Linked DNA regions of Gossypium hirsutum: region 1 is linked to region 2. The links are chromatin contacts, called in public Hi-C maps. All regions are on one chromosome and are shown on one strand. The core of a region is the stretch at or near the end of the contact, and the rest is flanking DNA. Distances in the headings are between cores, read along the strand shown.

What was found. A called contact is a pair of places that touch in the nucleus more often than the background predicts.
Region 1: a contact with region 2 is called in a Hi-C map of leaf, with 2.6 times the contacts expected there. The contact joins the promoter of LOC107916774 here to the promoter of LOC107916749 in region 2. A contact is called at or near these places in 5 of 34 Hi-C or Micro-C datasets (callus and leaf).

What each region holds. Positions count from the first base shown.
Region 1 is chrA01:106,244,705-106,249,783 of Gossypium_hirsutum_v2.1, reverse strand. LOC107916774 (myb-related protein 308) reads left to right here and starts at 3,255. Exons shown (of 2, transcript XM_016846145.2): 1 at 3,255-4,063; 2 at 4,168-4,953. The coding sequence starts at 3,801. The coding sequence ends at 4,699. It overlaps LOC107916997 (L-ascorbate peroxidase 3), which reads left to right. Exons shown (of 9, transcript XM_016846385.2): 8 at 1-57; 9 at 817-1,192. The coding sequence ends at 1,014.
Region 2 is chrA01:105,965,072-105,970,733 of Gossypium_hirsutum_v2.1, reverse strand. LOC107916749 (protein NUCLEAR FUSION DEFECTIVE 4) reads left to right here and starts at 3,387. Exons shown (of 2, transcript XM_016846115.2): 1 at 3,387-4,716. The coding sequence starts at 3,533.

The sequences.
Region 1 (5,079 bases), core at 2,006-4,505, 280 kb before region 2:
GACATAGCTTTGATGGATTACCCTGAGTTCCGAGAGTATGTAGAGCTCTACGCAAAGGTAAAACTACAACTAGGTGGCTGCCAATTGTCTAGCATAAACATCATTTTATTTTTTATTGTTTGTTCATTGCATGTTCATCATTTTATGAGGCCTCTTTGAGACATTATTTAATAATACTTATGCCTAATTATTTTCCTTGTTACTTTGCAATGATGATATTTTATTGCCCGAGTGCTTAATATGGTTTTATATCTGATTTGTGGTAGACCTTGTTCTTGGTAGAACTTGATGTTTCTTTTACTGTTCTGTTTGAGCCACTTGTGCACTGGTAGAAATGTCCTAATCTTACCTAGAGCCTATCTTGCATACCTACTTGAAATTATTAGATTAAGGTTGAACCAATATTTGAGCGGGTAATTATTTCATCTAACTGGTTCAACCTTGCTTCAAGTGGGGTTTGCAATAAGGACACTTTGCTTACCACTTACTAGCATGATTCTAGCCTGTGCTTTTAAATTAGCAATTAGTTGTGTATATATGATGTTTCTGCGTGACTCTAGTCTAATGTTAGCCAAATTGGGTGAAACACTGTCTAGTGCCAACCGCTATCAACGAGCTGTAGGCATCTTTTCAGGTGGACAAAGAGATTATGCAAATTAATATGTTTTCAGTACGTGGTTAAATTGATTAAAGTGGTTTGTCGGCATCATCCAATGCTCGATTATGGTATTCTCTTTAATTAAGCTATTATTACCCCTTTGAATCCTTTTACTTATATTATATGCATACTCCTACAACCTTCATGGTATTTGGCAGGATGAGGATGCATTCTTTAGAGATTATGCAGAATCTCATAAGAGGCTTTCAGAACTTGGGTTTGATCCTAGTTCCTCTCGATCCAATCCGGTTGCAAAGGACAGCATCATATTGGCACAGAGTGCCGTTGGGGTTGCGGTTGCCGCAGCCGTTGTGATCGTTAGCTACATTTATGAGGTTGGCAAAAGAATGATGTGAAGCTAGTTTACTCAAGTCGTTGTAGAACAAAACATGCATTATAATTATTCCATTGTCAGATTAGCAGAACTTTAGCCCAATAATCTGGCTAGCTATTTATGTAAAAGATGAACATACAAAAGTTGTCCCATTTGAACAAAATAACAAACACAAAGATGACGCCCCTGATCCACTTCAATCCATGACATTTATGTTACAAACCCTTTCTGTTGTTGCTTTTATTTTCATGTTGTTTCAACTGGAAACGAGCCACCACTTCCCTGGCAGGAGGGAGGGGCCAATAATGAAAACAAGGACCGCAAGTTGCAACCAGGTCTGCACTGCCTGTATGGATAATTACACGAAAAATAAAGGGAAATTGAGGTAAGGTGTGAAGTTTGGACATCTGAAACAGACCTTCCACTAAGGTTAAAAGAGTCCCACATGGTGGGGGCAGCCAAAAGGTAGGTAGGTAGGTAACGTAAGGGTCTAGAGCCACTTTTTGGACAGCTCTTCTTATTCATAAAGTTTTTGTTCAAACTCAATACCTAAGCACATGATATCCACGTTCTGCTGTGATGGTCACCACAATCTGATTATTGCAATCCTTAACCTAAACCCCTTACCCCATTTTTAGGACCTTAACCAATCATGTAGTTATAAAATTAAAATCCCTATCAATTTTTTATTTTATTTTTAAATTCTCTTTTGTTTGGGGGTTTGTTAATAATCAAACAATTCTGAATTCTCTTTTAGGAGTCTTATCTTTTAAAGTCATAGGACAGTCGGTCATGTGGTTGTGCGGTGTGGGAGATTGGGATTGCTTGGGTTAGGAAAATGACTTGGTTAAAAAGCCAACCTAACTGATTGCGATCATGATGTGCGCCGTCTGATTGAAACAGGTTAGGCACCATTCAATTAATGCGTGTAGGTAAATGTTTTGATCCATCATTTTTTAGCCCATTCTTAATTTTCTTTTTTCCCCTTATGATGTAAAATTCAATTTGTTGTTTGTTCAAACGTTGAGAAACAAAACAAAATGGATAAGCATAGGTGGGTTTTTAGTTAAAAATAAAGATAATAAAAGTAGAAAAAAAATAAAAATCTTAAATGGTGACCCTGTCTGTCCCCCCCTCCCCCATCCCCGTATAGTTGAACAACAAATAAGGCCAGGTATTGGACTAGTTGCAAGGACAGTCAGAAAGGTGAAAAAAGTAGGTGAAATCTCCCCCTCTCCCCCAGTCCTAAAAACAACTTGTTCTCATCATCCTTAGCTCTTACCATCCACTTGAATTTCATGATGAGAGAGAGAGAGAGGGGGGGGAGAGTTTTGTTATGAGTGGTGGTGGGTGACAAATATCAGTATGCAAATTGGAGAGGGAAAGATAGAAAACAACAAAAAGGGTGAAAAAAAGAATCAACCTTTCCCATCCCTAACCTCACTGCTGCCCATTTGTTGCCTAAACTTAAACCACAAGGTTTGGGGGGAAGAACCAAAAAGAAATAAAAAGGAAAGTGGAAGGTGGAAGGTGAACCAAAGCCCACAAACAAAGACAACCACAACCACACTCATATAATATTAGACTTATTTTAGAGTATTTATCTTTTCCCTATTCTCCCTTTTTCTTTCATCATCATCCTGCCCCTGAACCCCAACCTCCAAGTCTTCTAGAACCACCCCCCTTTTCTCTCTCCTGCATGATGATGGTATACCAATAGAATAAAGATCCACAACTACCACCCTATTTCATGATTTCTTCACTAATATATCCTATCCACCACTCCATTTCACTAATATAGCAACCTTTTATATATATATATATATGTTTTCCCACCAACATATAAAAAATACTTCCAGCTTCAAGATTTGATTTTTCTTGTAAACCAAAACTAGTCAACTGGACAACATTTAGTGTCATATATTTACACAAAAATAATTCTGTAATGGAGCTTAATATTATAGTTAAGGTTCTTTAATCTTATAGTATTCAGACTTTTGAGTCATAGCACTCTCTTTCTAATTCTTTTTCAATTACAAAAGAGATCACACCGGTTAATAAAGAAAAAAAAGTGTGATAGATAGATATTGAGATTTAAATCCGGAAAACCTTTGGTAAGGATGGATGTTAGTTCCAACAACATGATAAAATATTTAAGTTGAACATGTACTCTGGTACATGTTGTCTAATTTGAGTTGGGGGAAAGATTATGAAAGCTAACTAAATTATTAATCTAAAGTAGTACAGGTTTAGACAAAGGGCCAAAGGTAGGGAAAAAAAACTATTATAGAAAAAGAATGGGGTGGGAGAGAGCAGAGATCACACTTTGTCCTACCCATGCTTTAATACCTTACTTTACACCTACCTAAAGGTTACCTACAGTTAATATATATCCCTTTTAACTTATTATATATGATTGATGCTAATATCATCAAGAGAGAGGCTACCAGCCACTCCCCTCAAACCTGTCTCACCAACTCACATCTAGAAGCTAAAATTAGGGTCACTGCGCTCTTTCTCTTTCTGGTTGTGTGTGTGTGTAATAGTCAAAAGGCTATATAAAAAAGCATCTAAAGTGCTCTCAAAGGGCCGGCCTCAATGTTCCTGCAACACAAAAAACAAGGCCTCCATTTCATTTTCCACCCTTACTACTTCTCCTAGATTCTAAATATAATATATACACGCACATATATATGATATCATAGTATATTTTATACTAGTTTGTATAGTATTGAAAAACTGCAAACGTAGGCTACTAGTGCTGCTAGTTTCCACAAGTTGAAAAAGGTTTCTTTGTGTTACTGAATTATGGGAAGGTCTCCTTGTTGTGAGAAAGCTCATACGAACAAAGGTGCGTGGACTAAAGAAGAAGATGATCGCCTCATAGCTTACATCCGAGCCCATGGTGAAGGTTGCTGGCGTTCACTCCCTAAAGCTGCTGGCCTTCTCCGCTGTGGCAAAAGTTGTAGACTTCGTTGGATCAATTACTTAAGACCTGATCTTAAACGTGGCAATTTCACTGAAGAAGAAGATGAGCTCATTATCAAGCTGCACAGCCTTCTTGGTAACAAGTAAGTGTTGTATATATATAGATAGATGATATATTCAACTTTGTTAGTGTGTGGTGCTTGAAATTTTGATTGGTTTTTTATGGGGGATTCCTTGAATTTTATAGGTGGTCTCTTATAGCTGGGAGATTACCAGGAAGAACAGATAATGAGATAAAGAATTACTGGAACACGCATATAAGAAGGAAGCTATTGAGCAGAGGTATTGATCCAGCAACTCACAGACCACTCAATGAGGCTTCTCAGGATGTAACAACAATATCTTTCAGTGGTGCCAAAGAAGAGAAAGAGAAGATTAATACTAACAGCAATAATAACCCTATTGGATTTATCACCAAAGCTGAAAAGAGAATCCCAGTTCAAGAAAGGTGTCCGGACTTGAATTTGGACCTCAGAATTAGCCCTCCTTATTACCAGCAAACCCAACCAGAGTCATTCAAAACTGGAGGAAGAACTCTTTGTTTTATTTGCAGCTTGGGAGTTAAAAACAGCAAAGATTGCACTTGCAGCACCATTACTACTGCTGCTGGTAGCAGCAGCAGTAGCAGTAGCCACAGCAACAGCAACAACAGCAGTGGTTATGATTTCTTAGGCTTGAAAGCTGGTATCTTGGAATATAGAAGTTTGGAAATGAAATAATAGAGTGAAAATTTGGATTTTTAACTATGTAGTTCAACTCCCTCCCCCCCCCCCCCAAAAAAAGAAAAATGGAGAGAAATGACAAGGAGATCATTGTTATTAGTTTTAAAATCTCTTTCATTTCTCTTTTTTATTTCCAATTTGTATGATTATTATATCACATTATATATGCATATATTAGTAGTATAGATGATCATTGTTGTTGGTGAATGTTTATGCATTTATTGAGATATAAAACCTTCTTCTTCTTTCAATGCTAATCACTTCAACTTTGAAGAGAACATGGAAGGTGTCCCTTTACACATTTGTTTTTACCTCTCTTTTCCAATAAAAAGAAATGATCAAATCTTCAGAAGGGTGGCTTTATTTGTTGTTATGAT
Region 2 (5,662 bases), core at 2,138-4,637:
ATATTCTATGTAAATTATGCATAACTTATAACTAATAATGAATTGGTTTAATGATTTAAAGAATTTTAAGTGTTAAGTTCCAGCCGTATTTTATTTAGGTTCGTAATTCATATTTATTATCATTTATGTTTCACTATCTGTAGGCTCTGTGGCCCAAGTTTGGATATTTCATGGTTATCACTCCAATGGTGCTTTATAATGATTATTTTTATTATAGTTATTTGGGTGCATCTTTTTAATTATCATTATGATGTACTTGTAATTTAAAAAATGAACATATATATATTATTTAAAAATTGTATTATGTTTAATATAATGTAATCTATTATTTAGTTTAAAATAATTAAAATAATTTTATAAATGATTATATTTTCAATTTTTTAATTGAAATTTATTAAATATAAAGATAAAAGATAACAAAATGGAATTTAGAGTCTGGAAATTCTGAAGTGGAGCCTATGGTTTAGTTGAGCCAAAGTCTCATCCCACAGTAATTGAAACCAAACAGTTATACAGCAAGAAGCTGTATCCACTCCAACCACATCCCATTGCTCTATTCTAGTTGATGAAACAAAATCAACTTGTACTCTAATATATACGTACACCAAATGTTATACGAAATAAAATTACAAATGATTATTAAACTATTCATAAAATTTCATTTAAGTCATTGGATTGTTTAAGTTTTTTTTTTTTTAAGGTTCGGTTAGTCAATTTCAAGCAACAATTCAACGACTGGTACAGTAGATAAGTACCTATTGATAAGTAGAATAACATATCTTAGATCCAAGTTGGTCTAACAGTCAATGTAGGAGATCGGATAATAAAGTTGTTTGGATTTTGGTTCATAAATTTATGACGTTTAAAGTTATTTCATTAAAATAATAAATTATAGAAAAGAAGAGGAATGAGAGTTTTTAATTGATGTAAGTGATGCAAACAGAGAAGGCCATAGAACAATAATTTTAATAGTCTAGTGACTTGAATGAAAAATTTCAAACAATTCAATTACTATTTGATAAGTTTTTGAAATTGAATGACTAAAACGTAAATTTAGTAATAATTTAATGAAGTTGGGAGTAATTTACCCAAAAATAAAATATCTAACACCAGCTCCTGCAGTGCAGATTGAGGTGATCATGGTCCGGGCCGGGCCGGGTTCGGGCCGGGCCCACATAAATTTTTAGGCCCATCTACTAGGCCCGAGCCCGGCCCGAAATATGGGCCTAAAATTTTGCCCAAGCCTGGCCCGAAATAAAATTACTAAGCCCGAGCCCGGCCCGGCCCAAATTAAAATTTTTTTATTTCATTAAATAAAAAAAGTTTAAAAATATAATAAATCAAATATATTTAAAAACATAAAAACAAATATTAAAACAAATAAAAATAATACTAAAATAATTCTTAAAACAATACACAAATTAATAATATAATAAAAAATGGTTATATTAAAAAATTAAAATAATTAAAAATAAAATAAAAATATATATTAATATATAATTCAAGCCGGGCCAGGCCGGGCCCGGGCCAAAAAACCCTTACCTGAGGCCCGGCCCATTTTCTAAACGGACCTCATTTTTTTGCCCAAACCCATTTTTCGGGCCTATATTTTTACCTAAACCCTCCAATTTTTCGAGTCGGGCCGGGCCGCCCAGCCCATGATCAGCTCTAAGTGCAGACCGTCCATTTCAGCGGCAAGTGAAAACAAATAGCGAACCGTACGCCTGTATGTTGTGGAGCCAAACAAAAGCGAGCACCCTTTCACATCCTCAAAATTATTAATTAATTCAAAAAATGTTTCCTAAATTTTTAATATTTTATTAAATCCAGTATTATTTCAATTTGGTTATACCGTTGGTCTGAACTTCAACTTTATAGATTTGAAGTGTTTAAAAATATTAATTATTTAATATATCTTTAATAATATTAGATCTAAGCTAACATTTAAGTCAAAATTTGATGGCTAGTAATAGGATGGCAAAATTATATAATACCCTAAAGTTTAAAAATCAATTTAAAATATAAATTGTAATTCAGGGATGTTTATGCAAATAACTCTAGTTTTATTTTCCACAAAAATCAAAATTCTTTTTATTGGAAAAAAGAAAAGAAAAAATTAATAGCTTTCTTTTCCACTTTTTTTTATTAGAAAAATTGTTGTGAACAGAAAATAATAAAAATCTCCTACCAGCTTTTTTTTCTTTTCAAAGATGGCCTAACCAGTTTTTTTTTCTAATAACTTGTAGATTTTTAAGGGTAAATTATACTAACAATCACTCAACTTTGATCTTAATGACAAAACAACCACTCAACTTTCAATTCAATCGCTATACTTTCAAAACATAACAAATTTATCACTAACTTTATCGAAAAGTGACAAATCAATCTCCCGTTAACATTTTCCATTATAGGCCTAATAGAGTAACTGACCTGGCCAGTTAACCTGTCATGTTGGACATGAGGAGCAGAAAGGTCTTCTTCTAAAGCTGGTCCCTCCTTCCTTTTCCCCTCTTTCTTTATTATTATTATTTTTTTATTTTTGTATTCTATATCTAGAATAATCTCATTTGGTAGAGTTTGATTTTGAAGTTGAATGTTTGAGTTGTATTATATTCATTAAACTTTACCATCAAACCACATCCATTATACTCGTTTGAAATTAAAGATAAAAAATCAAACAAAACAAAAATCAACAACAACCCAAAAGTAAACCCTAATTCCAAAATGGAACACTTCAATTTTAAAAAAGAAGTCAAATAATTAAAAGAATTTTTTTTTCAAATGAGAAAGGAAATAAGAAGGTAAAAATAATTGTTTGATACAAAACAAGAAAGCAAACAAAAATAATACAACTTTCATGAAATTAAAGAATTAAAATTGGGGAAAAACAATAAAAGAATATTTGGATTTCCCCTCTAATTTCTCTTCATGATCGTTGGAAGAAACTTTATCTTCCTCTTTCTAGGGATTTGTTAACAATTGTATTAGTTTTTTGGATGAATGGATTGTTCTAAAAAGAAATAGAGAGAAAAATATAACATAGAGAGACAAATAAAGAAATTGAAAAAAATTTTAATTTTTGATAATAGTCATTTAATTTTGATTTTCTTTTCTTCTTCTCTTTCTAATGCCCAGTTTGGATTTTTATTTTTATTGGGATTGTTTAAATGATAACATAAACTCTAGCGTGACTGATTAAATACCACTTTAATTTTCCGTTAATTTGTAATGAAAAATAGTTAATAAAACTGATTTGTTATTTTTTGAACTGAATTAAAAATTAAATAAATATTTTTTCATAAAAGTCAAAGTTGAATTACTGAGAGTATAATTTATTATTATTATTATTATTTTTAATTAACCGAAGCCTACGGATTCTACAGATGGGTCCAAACTTTTACTCTTTTAAATAACCAAGCAAGGCCGCAAGTCACAAATACAGAAAGGCTCTAAATTTCGAGCTCTGAAAACTTTAAAAATCCATCCCACACCGACCGTTCAAAGTGTAGTGGTTGTCGGCGAGCTTTTTCTGATGGGGATTCGAGAAAGTCACACGTTCAGTGCCTGGAAATGGCTAGGCTTCGTATCTGCAGTATGGGTGCAGACCATTTCAGGCAATAATTACACTTTCTCAAACTACTCTGATGCCATCAAGACGCTTATGAACCTTACCCAGCTTCAGCTTAACAATTTGTCAGTGGCTAAAGATGTTGGTAAGGCTTTTGGTCTCCTTGCCGGTCTTGCTTCTGATCGTTTGCCCACTCCCGTCATCCTCCTTATTGGTGCCATTGAAGGCTTGATTGGGTATGGTGCTCAATGGCTTGTCGTCAGTCAGAAAATCCAACCACTTCCTTACTGGCAGATGTGTATATTTATGTGCTTGGGAGGCAACAGCACCACATGGATGAACACTGCCGTGTTAGTCACTTGCATCCGCAACTTCCGGAGAAACCGTGGTCCGGTCTCCGGAATCTTAAAAGGGTATGTCGGTCTCAGCACCGCTATCTTCACAGACTTATGCTCTGCCCTCTTCTCCGATGACCCAGCACGATTCCTCGTCATGCTTGCCGTCATCCCTTTTGCTGTTTGCCTTGTCGCCGTCTTATTCCTCCGTGAAATCCCCCAATCTACTTCCGTCGCTGCAGAGAAGGAAGAAGCGCGCTATTTCGCAATATTCAACATAGTCGCCGTCGTCGTCGCTGTTTATCTTTTAACTTACGACCTCATCGGTTCAACCAATCAAGTGTTTTCGCTGGTTTTCGCGGTTATACTTCTCATTTTATTAGCTAGTCCGTTGGCGGTCCCGATATATGCTTTTGTAAAGAGTTGGCGCTTGGTCGGGTTCGAAGCTGACATGGAGCGACAACAACCGTTGCTGAAAGAGGAAACTACGTCGCCGCCGTCGGAGACAAAGGAGATCATTACCGAAGTGGCAGCAGCAGCTTCGGCGGATGACGCGACGGTGTTAGTGGAAAAGACAAAACCGGTGATAGGAGAGGAGCACACGATAATGGAGGCGATGCAGACATGGGACTTTTGGGTATCGTTCATATCGTTCCTTTGTGGGGTGGGAACAGGTATGGCGGTGATAAACAACATGGCACAGATCGGGTTAGCCTTGGGTCACGCCGACGTTTCAATATTCATTTCATTGACCAGTATTTGGGGCTTTTTTGGCCGAATCATTTCCGGCTCTGTTTCCGAGTACTTTCTCAAGTAAGCTTCTTCCATTTCTTGCCCTTAACCTCAACTTGTTCCTTTTATTTTATTATTATTATTATTTTTTGTTGTTGCCAAAAACCTTAACTTTTGCTTGATTGTGACTTTTTGTTTAGGATCTTGTACTTTTAGTTGGTGGATATTGATTTATTGATTGATTCAGGTCGACATCGGTTTATTATTAGTAATATGCAACTTGATACCCTTATTTTTTTATTATTTTCCATATACTTTGATTTGATCGATGAGTTCATAACAACAACATGGAAGACATTTTGTCTTTTTACTTTTTAAAAAAAAAATGTTTAATTTCGTCAAATGTATGCAAACATCACATACAGGTTTTAAAAAATAAACCACAAGAAAACATTTTATGTAAGAAAAATATTTTCTTTTAAAATTTACTTAACGATGATCTTAACTATCTTTTATTAAATATCTGTTGGAGTCTTAGATATGTATGATTTTAGCAATATATAAACTGCTACATCTCTATCATCATTTTAATAAGTATGGTTTGGTTTTTTTCTTTTCTTGAGGGGCAATATTTTGTGCTTTGAGCCGCAAAACTGCATAATTTATTTTTATTAATAAAAAAAAAAACTGGTTTACGTTTTCTTTCTGGTTAAGAAACCTTGATTTGAATCCGCTTGTGGTTTGGTTTTTCAACTTGAGTTGTACACGAAATGCTGTTGCTGTTTGTTTTGCTTGTTACGTAATTTAATAAGTTTCCAACTTTTGGAAGCAAAAAAAAAAAAAAAAGAATGTTTTGCCCTCAATTAATACTGTGATTAGACAGCTTTTGTTGCTTTAATGGATGTTGGGGTTAAATGCATTTTGATCAATAAATAGATGAAACATGCATCATATTAATGCCTTAATGCTGTCATTGATTAGTTATAACAATAGTATATGTGGTTTAGGTTTCAATGTAAAATCTTAG